Regions from separate parts of the Sus scrofa genome. Here regions 1, 2 and 4 are each linked to region 3. A link is a contact called in public Hi-C and HiChIP or PLAC-seq data. All regions are on one chromosome and are shown on one strand. Each heading gives the region's core, a stretch centred on a gene start, on an enhancer-like site or on the middle of the called end of the contact. The rest is flanking DNA. Distances are from core to core; before and after follow the strand shown. Region 1 overlaps LOC102159433 (a long non-coding RNA gene). Region 2 overlaps LOC102159433 (a long non-coding RNA gene). Region 3 holds the start of PLK2 (serine/threonine-protein kinase PLK2). Region 4 overlaps LOC102159433 (a long non-coding RNA gene).

Evidence for each region. A called contact is a pair of places that touch in the nucleus more often than the background predicts. HiChIP or PLAC-seq counts read pairs in DNA pulled down with a chosen protein or histone mark.
Region 1: a Hi-C map of liver shows a contact between it and region 3, with 7 times the contacts expected there. The contact joins the enhancer-like site here to the promoter of PLK2 in region 3. A contact is called at or near these places in 3 of 5 promoter capture datasets (fetal skeletal muscle and liver), 20 of 47 Hi-C or Micro-C datasets (brain, embryonic fibroblasts, fetal heart ventricle and 10 more) and 2 of 2 datasets of contacts at active chromatin or transcription factors (alveolar macrophages and skeletal muscle).
Region 2: an H3K27ac HiChIP or PLAC-seq map of alveolar macrophages shows a contact between it and region 3. The contact joins the enhancer-like site here to the promoter of PLK2 in region 3. A contact is called at or near these places in 2 of 5 promoter capture datasets (both in liver), 17 of 47 Hi-C or Micro-C datasets (brain, embryonic fibroblasts, fetal heart ventricle and 9 more) and 2 of 2 datasets of contacts at active chromatin or transcription factors (alveolar macrophages and skeletal muscle).
Region 4: a contact with region 3 is called in a Hi-C map of embryonic fibroblasts, with 6 times the contacts expected there. The contact joins the enhancer-like site here to the promoter of PLK2 in region 3. A contact is called at or near these places in 2 of 5 promoter capture datasets (fetal liver and liver), 2 of 47 Hi-C or Micro-C datasets (embryonic fibroblasts and epiblast stem cells) and 1 of 2 datasets of contacts at active chromatin or transcription factors (skeletal muscle).

Annotation. Positions count from the first base shown.
Region 1 is chr16:36,952,610-36,955,309 of Sscrofa11.1, forward strand. All of the region lies in intron 6 of LOC102159433 (a long non-coding RNA gene), which reads left to right. Among named protein-coding and RNA genes, the nearest start is that of MIR9799, 220 kb to the left of the region's middle. Within about 2 kb of position 1,377, at least 10 of the 83 cell types and tissues checked have an H3K27ac peak or open chromatin away from gene starts, as enhancers often do. A contact at or near this core is called in fetal skeletal muscle, liver and skeletal muscle, where this site is marked.
Region 2 is chr16:36,975,929-36,978,628 of Sscrofa11.1, forward strand. The region is part of intron 6 of LOC102159433 (a long non-coding RNA gene); the gene reads left to right. Among named protein-coding and RNA genes, the nearest start is that of MIR9799, 240 kb to the left of the region's middle. Within about 2 kb of position 1,448, at least 3 of the 83 cell types and tissues checked have an H3K27ac peak or open chromatin away from gene starts, as enhancers often do. A contact at or near this core is called in alveolar macrophages, where this site is marked.
Region 3 is chr16:37,303,802-37,306,501 of Sscrofa11.1, forward strand. PLK2 (serine/threonine-protein kinase PLK2) reads right to left here and starts at 1,313. Exons shown (of 14, transcript XM_003133981.5): 1 at 919-1,313; 2 at 195-302; 3 at 1-61. The coding sequence starts at 1,188.
Region 4 is chr16:36,845,679-36,848,378 of Sscrofa11.1, forward strand. All of the region lies in intron 3 of LOC102159433 (a long non-coding RNA gene), which reads left to right. Among named protein-coding and RNA genes, the nearest start is that of MIR9799, 110 kb to the left of the region's middle. Within about 2 kb of position 1,348, at least 5 of the 83 cell types and tissues checked have an H3K27ac peak or open chromatin away from gene starts, as enhancers often do. A contact at or near this core is called in embryonic fibroblasts, where this site is marked.

The DNA of each region.
Region 1 (2,700 bases), core at 127-2,626, 350 kb before region 3:
AATTCTCAGGCAGGCAAGTGGTTTTCACAGGACTCAATGACCCCTAAGTGGTAGTTTCAACCCCAGATCCCAGTTGCTGACTCTCAATTCACTTTTTCTCTCTGCCTATGACAATACAGAAAGAAAACTGAGTTTACAAACATTAAATATTGTTTTTAGAATTATGGTCTTTTATGTTGCTAGCAGCCACATAGCCTATTTAAGAAAAACATCAAATTGTCTCTAGTTTTTAGATACACATACTCATGGAAAAAGCCCCATGGATTAGACTGTCTAACTTTCTGAAACTAAATTTTCAAATTCCTGCTAGGGTTTATTTATTGGTTTGTCTGTTTGAGGAGCTAATCCTCTTTCAGAAGTATATTTCCCTAAGCCTAAATCATGCCCCCTCATGGATATAAAGAAGGTATAAGGTTTCCTTTTTAGATTTGGTTTCTTTGGCAAAACGGTCAAGGTCTCACAATGTCAGAGAATTACCCGATAGCAGCTATGAGCTTCTAAGAGACTGAGGGATCAATTTGAGTTTGGGGTAATTCATTCTTAGTAACTGTCTTTTATTCCCACTTCAACCTTTTCCTCCTCCATTTGTCCAACCCTCCAGCTTCAAATCCAATGGATTTGCCCTTGCAACTTAAATCAAATAGCTGTCCTCTACTTTAAATGTGCTTAAGTTTTTTGCTCAAATGGGGAGGTAAAAGCCTTTTAAACGATCATCAAAAAGCTCCAGCCCAACTTCCTCTGAACTTCTTTTAATCACACATCTGGTCTCATTAAATCTTATCTATGACAAAAGACACTGCCCAACATTTCCTCTCCAGCTGAGGCTTTGGCTCAAGACCCTCCAAAGAACTAACTCTTTGGAGTCTGGGCCAAGATGCAGACTCGGCAATAGTCAAAGCCACGGCAAGGACAGAGAGCTGATGAGTCCTGGGTCACCGGGGCTTTCTCCAGCAGGAAGCCAGAGCTCCTGTGATGACATGCACGCAGGATTTATAAGGTGGGGAGGCTGAACCAGCACTGTGTGAAGGACACAGATGATGTCACAAATGCTTAAGGGGCTGGGCTCTGCCTCTGGCAGCCTTGGCTGAAATACACGTGTGCTTGGAAGTTGTCAGCATTTGAGACGTGGGTAAACTCAAGCCAGTGGAGTTTACTGGTAAACTCTCTTCATTTCATCTCTCTTCATTCACGTAGTCGTGCTTTCTTAGATGGATTTTGACACATGTTGGAAACAAGTGGATAGAAAAAAGGGACTCTCAGATTATTGAATATCCATTGTGTGGACTGCAAAGGTTTGTTGTTTCCTTGACCTTGTGCACACCCTGTTCAGCTGTCCCTCTGGGACTTGTTCCATGGCACACAGTGTGTGACTGTCATCTGGCACTGGAGGCTGCTTTTGCAATAAAGTGCCTGGTCCATTGTTCACACTGTGTGAATATAAGGTGGTGGTCAGCAATCTTTTGCTCTGATGAGAGCATTCTGGCTTGCCTGGTAGCCAAATCTTATTGGATTTAGTCTGAAATGACTCTTTAGCAAGAATTACCTTTTTGGTTTAAGAATATAAGACCTATATAGGAGTGAGTCTAAAGTTTCTCTCTGTGTGTAGAGATATACTGTTTTACATAAACTTAGTACATAGTACATGCTCCTGGATATTATTTCCTAGAGTTCTATGCTCCAGGAAATTTTGAACCTTCAATTAGGAAGTACAAACTATTACCTGATTTGTCACTTATCACTTTATTTATTATTAAGCATACCCAAGGTTATAACAATAGAGCTAGTTTCTCTAAAACAAAGACACATTCTAAACCACACAAAGATGGCATCTTACAGTCCTTTAATCACAGGCCATACCTCTTATGCATGTATATTTGCCCATGAAGACTCTTTGACCAAAAAAGTGCCTCCCAGACAGTGAGAAAGTGTTTAAATTTAAAGATATCTCATGCTATTTCTGGTATGACTCATTTTTTTTTCTTCTGGAGAAGTAGGTGTAGAAGACAGCCAGAGAGGAAAAGCATTGGCTGAAAAGGCTAGAGTCATGCTGTAACTTTTTCAGAAAAACCATGAAGGGATATGCCTGGTTGAAGTGAAAAATCAGAAACAAAAAGGAGGTGAATTGTGAGGTCTCATATTTGCTAGGAGACTGACAAGTATATCTGGGTGGTTGTTTGGCTGCCTCTGCCAATATCAACTTTTTTCTGCCCAGCATCTCTTGATTCTTGAAGTTTGGATCTATGTCATTTCAGGGAGTTGGCTGTACTTTTGCTCCAGGGAAGCATCATATGGTGGACTAAGGCCATCAGGGCATTCAGGCCCTTGGCTTGGAGTGATTGAACCAGTACTGGGCAAGTGACCTCAGCTGCCACAGAACTTTTCCTGGGGTGCTGATAAAGATACAGCTCACAGAACTGTTGGCAGCTATCTCAGGACCATAAGGCCAGGTCCTGCCCAAATAAAATAATACAAAAGAACTGCAGCTAAAAAGAAGAAAACCTGAATATTTGTTATGTAATTTAAGCCCCTAGGTTAAGTAGCACTTGGAAGTCACTCTTCTTCTGGGGACTTTTTGGGCCCACAAATCAGCAGATACCCTAGCTAGGTTTTCTGATTCCCACAAGTGAAGGCATCTTAATGAACCATTGAGTAGGTCTGCATGAGAACCCTGAATTCTGTCCCCCATCCCCAGCTCTGACT
Region 2 (2,700 bases), core at 198-2,697, 330 kb before region 3:
TGAACCTGACTAGCATCCATGAGAATGCGGATTTGATCCCTGGTGTCGCTCAGTGGGTTAAGGATCTGGTATTGCTGTGAACTGTGGTGTAGGTCACAGACTCGGCTCAGATCCTGCGTTGCTGTGGCTGTAGCGTAGGACGGGTGTTATAGCTCTGATTTGACCTGTAGCCTGGGAACCTCCACATGCCACCACTGCGGCCCCCCACACACAAAAAAGGAAGTTTCCAGGCTAGGGGTTGAATTGGAGCTGTCGAATCGGAGCTATAGCCGCTAGTCTACACAACAGCCACAGCAACACCAAATCCAAGCCATGTCTGTGACCTCCACCACAGCTCATGGCAATGCTGGAACCTTAAGCCACTAAGTGAGGCCAGGGACTGAACCTGCATTCTCTTGGATACTAGTCGGGTTTGTTATTGCTGAGCCACAGTGAGAACTCCTCCCCGGTTAAAATTTCTTTTTAAAAAATTCCACTACAATCTCAAGGAAAAGAATTTTAACTTTTCCAACTATTCTTTTAAAAAGATAATTTAAGGAGTTCCTGCTATTGCACAGCAGGATCAGCAGCATCTCTGCAGCACCAGGACACAAGTTTAATCCCCCGCCCCTGCCCTCGCCAGGCACAGTGGTTAAGGATCCTGAGGTGCCGCAGCATAGGTTGCACACAAGGATCTGATCCCTGGCCTGGCCTGGGAACTCCATATACTGGGGGGAGGCCAAAAAAAAAAAAAAAAGTAATACAATTTGTGTGAAAGAAAAAATGTAATTTAATTCTGCAGATGAGAGTGAGATGTGAATGCCTTTTTAAAAAAGGAAAGCAAGTATTAACATATAAAAGGATAAGATATGACATCTGTCCTTAAAGTATCTTTCTATATAAACTATTGTCTTCTCTATACTTAAGCCTTGTTTTGGGTGTTTTTGTTTTTGTTTTTAAAATAATGGACCTCTTTATGGAATTGTATAAAACATCATACTAAATATTCTAAGATATACCAGTTGCCTCCTTGGATGAGTGATCTTAAAAACAACACATATTGTATGCATGCTACTAGAGTATGCTTTTATGAATTTGGGTTAATATCCTTCAAGCTGGGAGCAATGACATAATTGTTCAGTGCTATGTCATCAAGATGTTTACTTGGGGAAACGGGTGAGGTGGTGTGGGCTGCTGACTACAGACACGAGGGCCGTATGGATTTCAAGTTTGCTGAATCATTTGCCACAGAACTACTGAATATTCTCACTGGATCCTACATCTTTACCTAGAGGCCTAGGCTGGGACGTTTCTTTAAAGCAAATATTTATTTGGTTTACCTTGAACCAAAGAGTAAAACCAAGCATGACCAGAATATTTCTAGAAATGCTCCTAGACAAGCTTACTTTAGATGAAACAAGAAATGATTCAGAGTATGGCTTAGTTCCTTCTGAATCAGTCATTTCACATGGATAGAGGAAGGGAAACAGAAACAGACAGACAGACTTAATGCTATCCCTGGAAGAAGAATTATACCTTCTGTCCTCAAGATGGAAGCTACATCCCTACCATCAGGATAGTTCCATTGATATTTCCCCTCAATTAGTATTGCTCTATATTACACTAAAACAGCAACCTTATAAAAAAAAACAAACCCAAAAACAAAACAAAAAACAAACAAACAAAAACACTCCTCTACTTCCTCCAACATCCAAACATAGTTGTTTCAATGGCTTCATTTCTCACGTGATTGTGTTGATTGGGAATTGTAGTCATTGTTCTTACAAGCGTCTGTTGGGGAGTTTTTATTTTGTGACACTTTCATTGTAAAGCTTTTTCTATCATCATGTTGCTACCATGTGGGGATAATGCATTCTTTTGGTTGTAAACCAGACTTTGTGTTTTTTAAGCTTTTTGGAATATTTATGTGACAGCCAAGGTTGGAAAATCAATTTTTATTTAATTTTTGACTGGCTGAATAAACTCTATCCCTCTCTTTGTCCATTTGTAAGAAAGCACAGCAAAGAAAGTGATCACAGGAAACTTCCTCTGCCTTTTTTCCCCAGGCATTTGGAAAACTGAATTCTCTGTATTTCACAAATCTAATCCCTCCTTCCTTAAATATCTCTCTTGTAGCAAATGAGAGGCAATATGGCACAGTGGATAAGTGCAGAACCTTGAGCTAGCATGCTAGGACTTTATTCTAGCTCAACTATTTGCTGGCTGTGTGACCGTCACCATGTCATTTAACTTCTCCATATTTTAGTTTATTCATCTGAAATAGAGGATAATAATAGTAACTTCATAGGATTGTTGCAATGATTCTGTAAATTAATACATGTGAAGTGCTGAGAACAGTGCCTGGCACAAAACAAGCACTCTTGAGCATATTAGCTACTCGATCATCAGAGCATCCCAACCTCCACTCACATCCGGGCCATTTTGCCCAGCCTTCTGCCAGCTGAGTCATTAGCACCATTGCTCAAATTCCCTCTCCATTATTTGACTTTATTATGACTTTGTTATTACCACTCTGTCTTTTCCCCAGCTTCAAAGCTCTTCAGAATCTAGGCAGACTCTACATAAGAGATGTATTCCTTTGAAAAGAGGCAGAACATATCATGAGTCATGACATTGTTTTAATGAAATAACCATACAAGATGAAACCAAGAAGAGATTTGAGTAGATCTCTGAATGCAGTGCAGCATATTGTACTTTTAA
Region 3 (2,700 bases), core at 63-2,562:
GATAAAACTGCACTACATGCTTATGATGGAGAATTCTGTGAAGCTCTATTTCTTTGTCGATCTAAAGAAAAAGCAATATCAGTCTCATTAGCCTCCCTCAGCCCAGTTGCTTACACATGCAGAAGACATCTTCCTAACAGGGAAGGGCTGTCCCTGCACACAAAGAAAATACTTTACTCAACAGTCATACACACCTTTTCCCTTTGATGAGGTTTAGCTACTCTGCTGTGAGGAATAATTTTTGCAGCGTAGACTTTGTTGTTTGTCAAATCTGTCATCTCGTAACATTTTGCAAAGCCACCCTGAAAGGAAACAAAGCAGAGATGGAACTGAGTATGGCAGGAACATGGACGGCAAATACATATTTTTAACATATAAATGAAAAAAAACCCCACAAAATTATGGGAGAGAAAGGGTGACAGAGGGATGCAGTCTACTTTATTATTTTTTTTTTTAAAGCTCCTTCAGTTAGGGAAAAGCATCCCTGAAAACAGTAAGTTAAAACTGCCTTTTTTCCCTTGACAAAGAGGTGCTTTCGGGCGGTGGGGAGGGTGGGGGGTGGGGGCTGGGGAGAGGAGAAAAAAGGTATGAGGAGACTTGTCAAGAAAATTCTCTGGGGGCCAGGTAGAGAGAAAATTCTCTAGGTCTGGTGCAGAAAGCCCTCGCTTCTGGCTTCAAGATCAACGTCTTTAGGCTGCGTGAGGCAGACAGAGCCATGGCCAAGGATGTGAAGCCGATCCCGGCGCTGCAGGCGCACAAAAGCCAGAGTTGGGCAGGTGAGCAGCCCACGTCGCGCCGGGATTGGATCCCCCAGTAACCGAGAAGCGACGGACACGGGGACTCAGGGTCCGGCCCTGCTCGAGGACGCCGGGGCAGACCTCCCTCCCGCCTGGCAGCCGGGCGCCCGCCGCAAGTCACCTTTCCCAGCACTTTGCCGCGGCAGTAGCGCTTCCCCGTCGTGGGATCGACGATAATCCGAGAGATCTCCGCCCCCGAGTGCGAGTGGTGGTGATGGTGGTGCGGAGCCACCGGCTGCACTTGAGCCTGGGGCTGCGGCTGCTGCGGCTCCTCGGGGGGCGGCTGCGGCCGCTTCTTCTTCGAGTCCCCGCCGCAAGCCTTGCCCAGAGCCTGCTCGCACATCTTGGTGCTGGCGGCCGGCTGGTAGGTGATAGTCCGCAAGAGCTCCATGGTCGCCTCGTCGCTCTGCCCTGCCTGCTGCTACCTCCGAGGCGCGGACACACGACCGAGCCGGCCTCTGCCCTCGAATCCCCGCCGCTTCCAACCTCCCGCGCCCGTCGCCCTGGTACACTTGTGAGAGTGCGAACGCCCGGTAAAGTCTTATATACTGGCCGAGAAGGGGGTGGAGAATCGAAACGGGATGCGACGTCACGGACAACGCCCCGCCCACCGGCCGCCACAGCGGGCTGGTCCGAGCCAGAGGTCGCGACGGATCGCTGGCTTCCAGTTCTCTGGTGACGTGCGAACGCGTTCGCTCAGGCACTGGCTCCGGCTGCTTGGAGAGCTTCCCGTGACGTGGTGGTGGTGGTGGTGGACGCAGGCGTGCGGCTGTCCCTGGGACCACCACCCCATTCTTGGAATGCTCTGGCTTCTGGGTTTGAAGTAGAAACCCCAGGGCCGACGCCGGGCCCTGCCTCCACCGCCCAGCGGCCAGAGCTCAGGTCATCGCAGATTCCCTCCCCTTCACAGCCCTTCCTGACAGCCCCACCACCTGGCGCCTCCGGTGTCAAGGTGTGAGTGTACCCGGGGTCCACTGCACAGGCACGTGAGGCCTCCCCTAGCCGTCTGGAGGGCTTGGGGCTACCGCTGCACCCGCGCTTTTACCCCGCCAGTCTCACCCAGAGTGGACCTTTGGCGGGGGCGCACCAGTGAAAAGCAGGGGTTGTCGGAGCAGAGTGTCCCGAGCTCCGCGCCGCTTCCGAATGTGGCAAACCATTGCCGAATCAGTCCCACTTAGGCCCGTATGGCCTCTGTCCATCACCCTGGAGCAGGTCTTTGTCGGAGGTCAGACCCTTAACCTTGGAGGAGGCCGGTGCCTTCGGAAGGTTTCGCCTTCAGGCTGTCAAAAGACTGAGAGGCAAAGGCGCCATCTCCTGGAATATTCTAGAAGCTCAGCTAGCGGTCCGAGTGGGCAGCGGTTAACGACTATATGGGCTTTCTTTGACAGTAAGTGGTAATAAAAGCGCTCCTAGTGCTAATTAATGGTTTTACAGTGGAAATCGTCTATCAATTGTTATTCAGAAGGGGTTATGCAGAATGCGTCGTTTAAATGGCGCATTGAGCCACGTGGCTGCTCCTGTGCTGGGAGTCAGTCCTAAGCCTTCCAAGAGGAGAGGTTTGGTAGCGGATTGGTAGCGTGAGGGAGAATAGCCCAGTGAGCCAAAACATGGTTTAGCATCCTATTCCAGATTTTACGATTCAGATTTGCTAAGGAAGAACACTATTTTCTTTCTTGCTCTAATAACAATAATGCCCTTACTGTGCACGTCCTCATGTTTTAGTATTTTTAAATCCCTCCTTCTTTAAATTCTTCATCAGTTCTAAGTAGGAAATGTTATTCCCATTTTATAGATGAGGAATCCGGGGTTTAGAAAATTTAAGTATTCTTTCTATATATGTATTTAGTAGATCATCCAATTTATGTTAATTAGCAATAGACTTTTTAATTTAAAATATGGTAAA
Region 4 (2,700 bases), core at 98-2,597, 460 kb before region 3:
AATGACAAAAGAGGGATTTTTTTTTTCCCCTAGGTTGAAAAGCCCCTTCCTTCTCCAAGGAATTATCCATTCTGACAGTTAGAAGCCAGGTTCAAGTCTCAGGATTTGAGAGACTCTCCTGTTGGAGAGAAAGAGCTCTGTTCACAGGCAGTGAGCTCCTGGACATTATTATGAAGACCGTCTAAATGCCCTGCACACCCCACCTCCCCCAGCCTTTTACTACAGCCCCTGGGTAGCCTTCTCCTGGGCTTTTGCCACCTTCGGTGGGAGCCTGTAGCTGTATGCCCATGTAACTGCAACGGATGGGACACATCTATAAGGAGAGACTACCAGCTGAAGTTTCACCATTTTTCCAAAAAGGCAAAACACATTCTTCTCCATTTGCCTTTGAATGGCCTGTAATAGAAACAGGGGACCAAAGCAGGAAATAATCTCCCCTCATTTAACCTGTGCTCCTGTGAACAATTGTTGTAGCTCATATTTCAGAGACTGAGTGTAACTCGTTTTGCCCTCTACTTATGGTCTTCCTCATATAGCAGCATTTGACAAGAGAATCAAAATAGGGTTATGTCAGTGGGTCTAGAAAGCCTTGCAGGAGTTGACCAAAACTTCTTCAGAGACTCTCTAGCATCCAGTTTTTTTCTGAGATAATTAGAGATTCTCTGAATCTACTTTAAGGAAAAAAATCTCTCCATTCTCTTAGGTAGATTTTGGTTCATTTATTTATTCATTCATTTATCAAGTGCCTACAATGTGCCAGTTGCTGTGATTTGTAAGAAAAGCATAAATGAAGATGTGCCAGGATTTGAATGGGAGCTCCCAATGTTGACTCCACAAATTCCTAAGGGTGAACGACTTTCAAGATGCTTGTGATCCTCCTAGGGTGTGTGTGTGTGTGTGTGTGTGTGTGTGTGTGTGCGCGCGCGCGCGCGCGCACGAGTGTGCATGCATGTGCCCATAATGTAATGAAAAAAATCCAAGATTTAAAACAATTCCTAAAGAGGTTAGTGTAAAACAATAGTTAGTAACCATTGCAGAGGCTTATATAAATAGATAATTAGAATACTACATTAAAATTGCTATGTAATAGTTCTACATACAGTATCATATGAACTCACAGGTGGAATTATCACAGTGGTCCCTAACACAAAGTTTAGGGAAGCTATAGAGAGAAGGTAGAGTTTGTGTCCCACCTGTGAAGGGTGAATAGGAATTTGCCAGGTGACTTGAAGAGAGGATAGAGAGACACCAGTGTACCCTGAGGGGCAGTTTACCTCGAGTCTGAGGCTACCCTACAAGTTGGAGCATGACTGGTATTTTTTTCACTGCAGCTTGACAAATGGGGCATGTTTTGCCATTAGTCAACTATTACAGGGGAAGGAATTCCCTAGGCATGCCCTGGCTGACCACAGATGGCTGAAAGCACATGCAAACAAAGATACAAGCTTGGTGTGGAATCATCAGAAAGATCTCAAATGCTTGGTGCTAGGACAAGGTTGCAGGAGTGTCTCACTTTAGCATAGCTGCTGCTGTGCAGCCCTGAGCTGCGCTGGGGAAGAGGTCCCACTGAGGTGTACAGAGCCCTGCGTGGAGGTCAGAGGAACTGGCCCTGATTCTGCACCCACCCAGCTGTCTGCTCACTTATTCCCTCCAGCCACTCCCTCCCCTTCTGCATCTCAGAGTCACCCTTTACTGAGAGCCTCTAAATCCCAGCTTCTGTGCTAGGGGAACTATCTGCCCTGTTTCATTGAACTCTCCCAACATGTTACAAAGAAAGATTTTCCAAATGGGGAAACTATAGTCAGAAAATCTTATTAATTACATTGAGGTCTTGCAGCTAAAAAAAGTGGTGATGCCAGCATGAGAACCATAGTCGTTCTGACTCCAAAGCCCATGGCCATTTTGGTTAATCTCATTCATTCCGGATAAGTCTCCATCTTGATAATTCAACAGAGTTTTAATTCTCATCATCCTGAGGCTATTGACTTATCAGTGAAATAGCAACTGCAAGTGTAATTTAACACTTAGTTCTGCAGAGCTATGTGGTAGGCATATTGCTTACCAGGGAAGTTACAGAGCTGAGCATTTCTGCAAGTGTGTCAAGTTTTGATGGTAATAACGAGAGTTTGATATGAAATTTATAGGTTATATTTGAAGCTAAGATTAAACTGTCTTCTCTTTGCTCCAAATAGTATCACTGAGATCTGATTGTACCTGATTATTTTATTTTATTTTATTTTATTTCATTTCATTTTAATTTAATTTTGCTTTTTAGGGCCGTACTTGTGGCATATGGAGGTTCCCACTCTAGGGGTCGAATTGGAGCTACAACTGCCAGCCTTCGCCACAGCCACTGCAACATCAGATCCGAGCTGTGTCTGCGACCTACACCACAGCTCACGGCAACACCAGATCCTTAACCCACTGAGTTAAGCCAGGGATTGAACCTGCAACCTCATGGTTCCTAGTTGGACTCATTTCTGCTGCGCCACGACAGGAACTCCTGAGAGTACCCTTAAAGGTAAATGAATTTCAAATTGCAGAAACAAATTTGAATAACTAATAAGAGTTTAATCTGAGAATTATTACTCTATCAGGATCTACTTATAAAGTACTCAATTTAACCATAGCACAATAAATTATAAGTCAAAAGTCTTTTTTAAGAGGAGGAGATTGCTTGGCCTAAACTGATAAGTATTT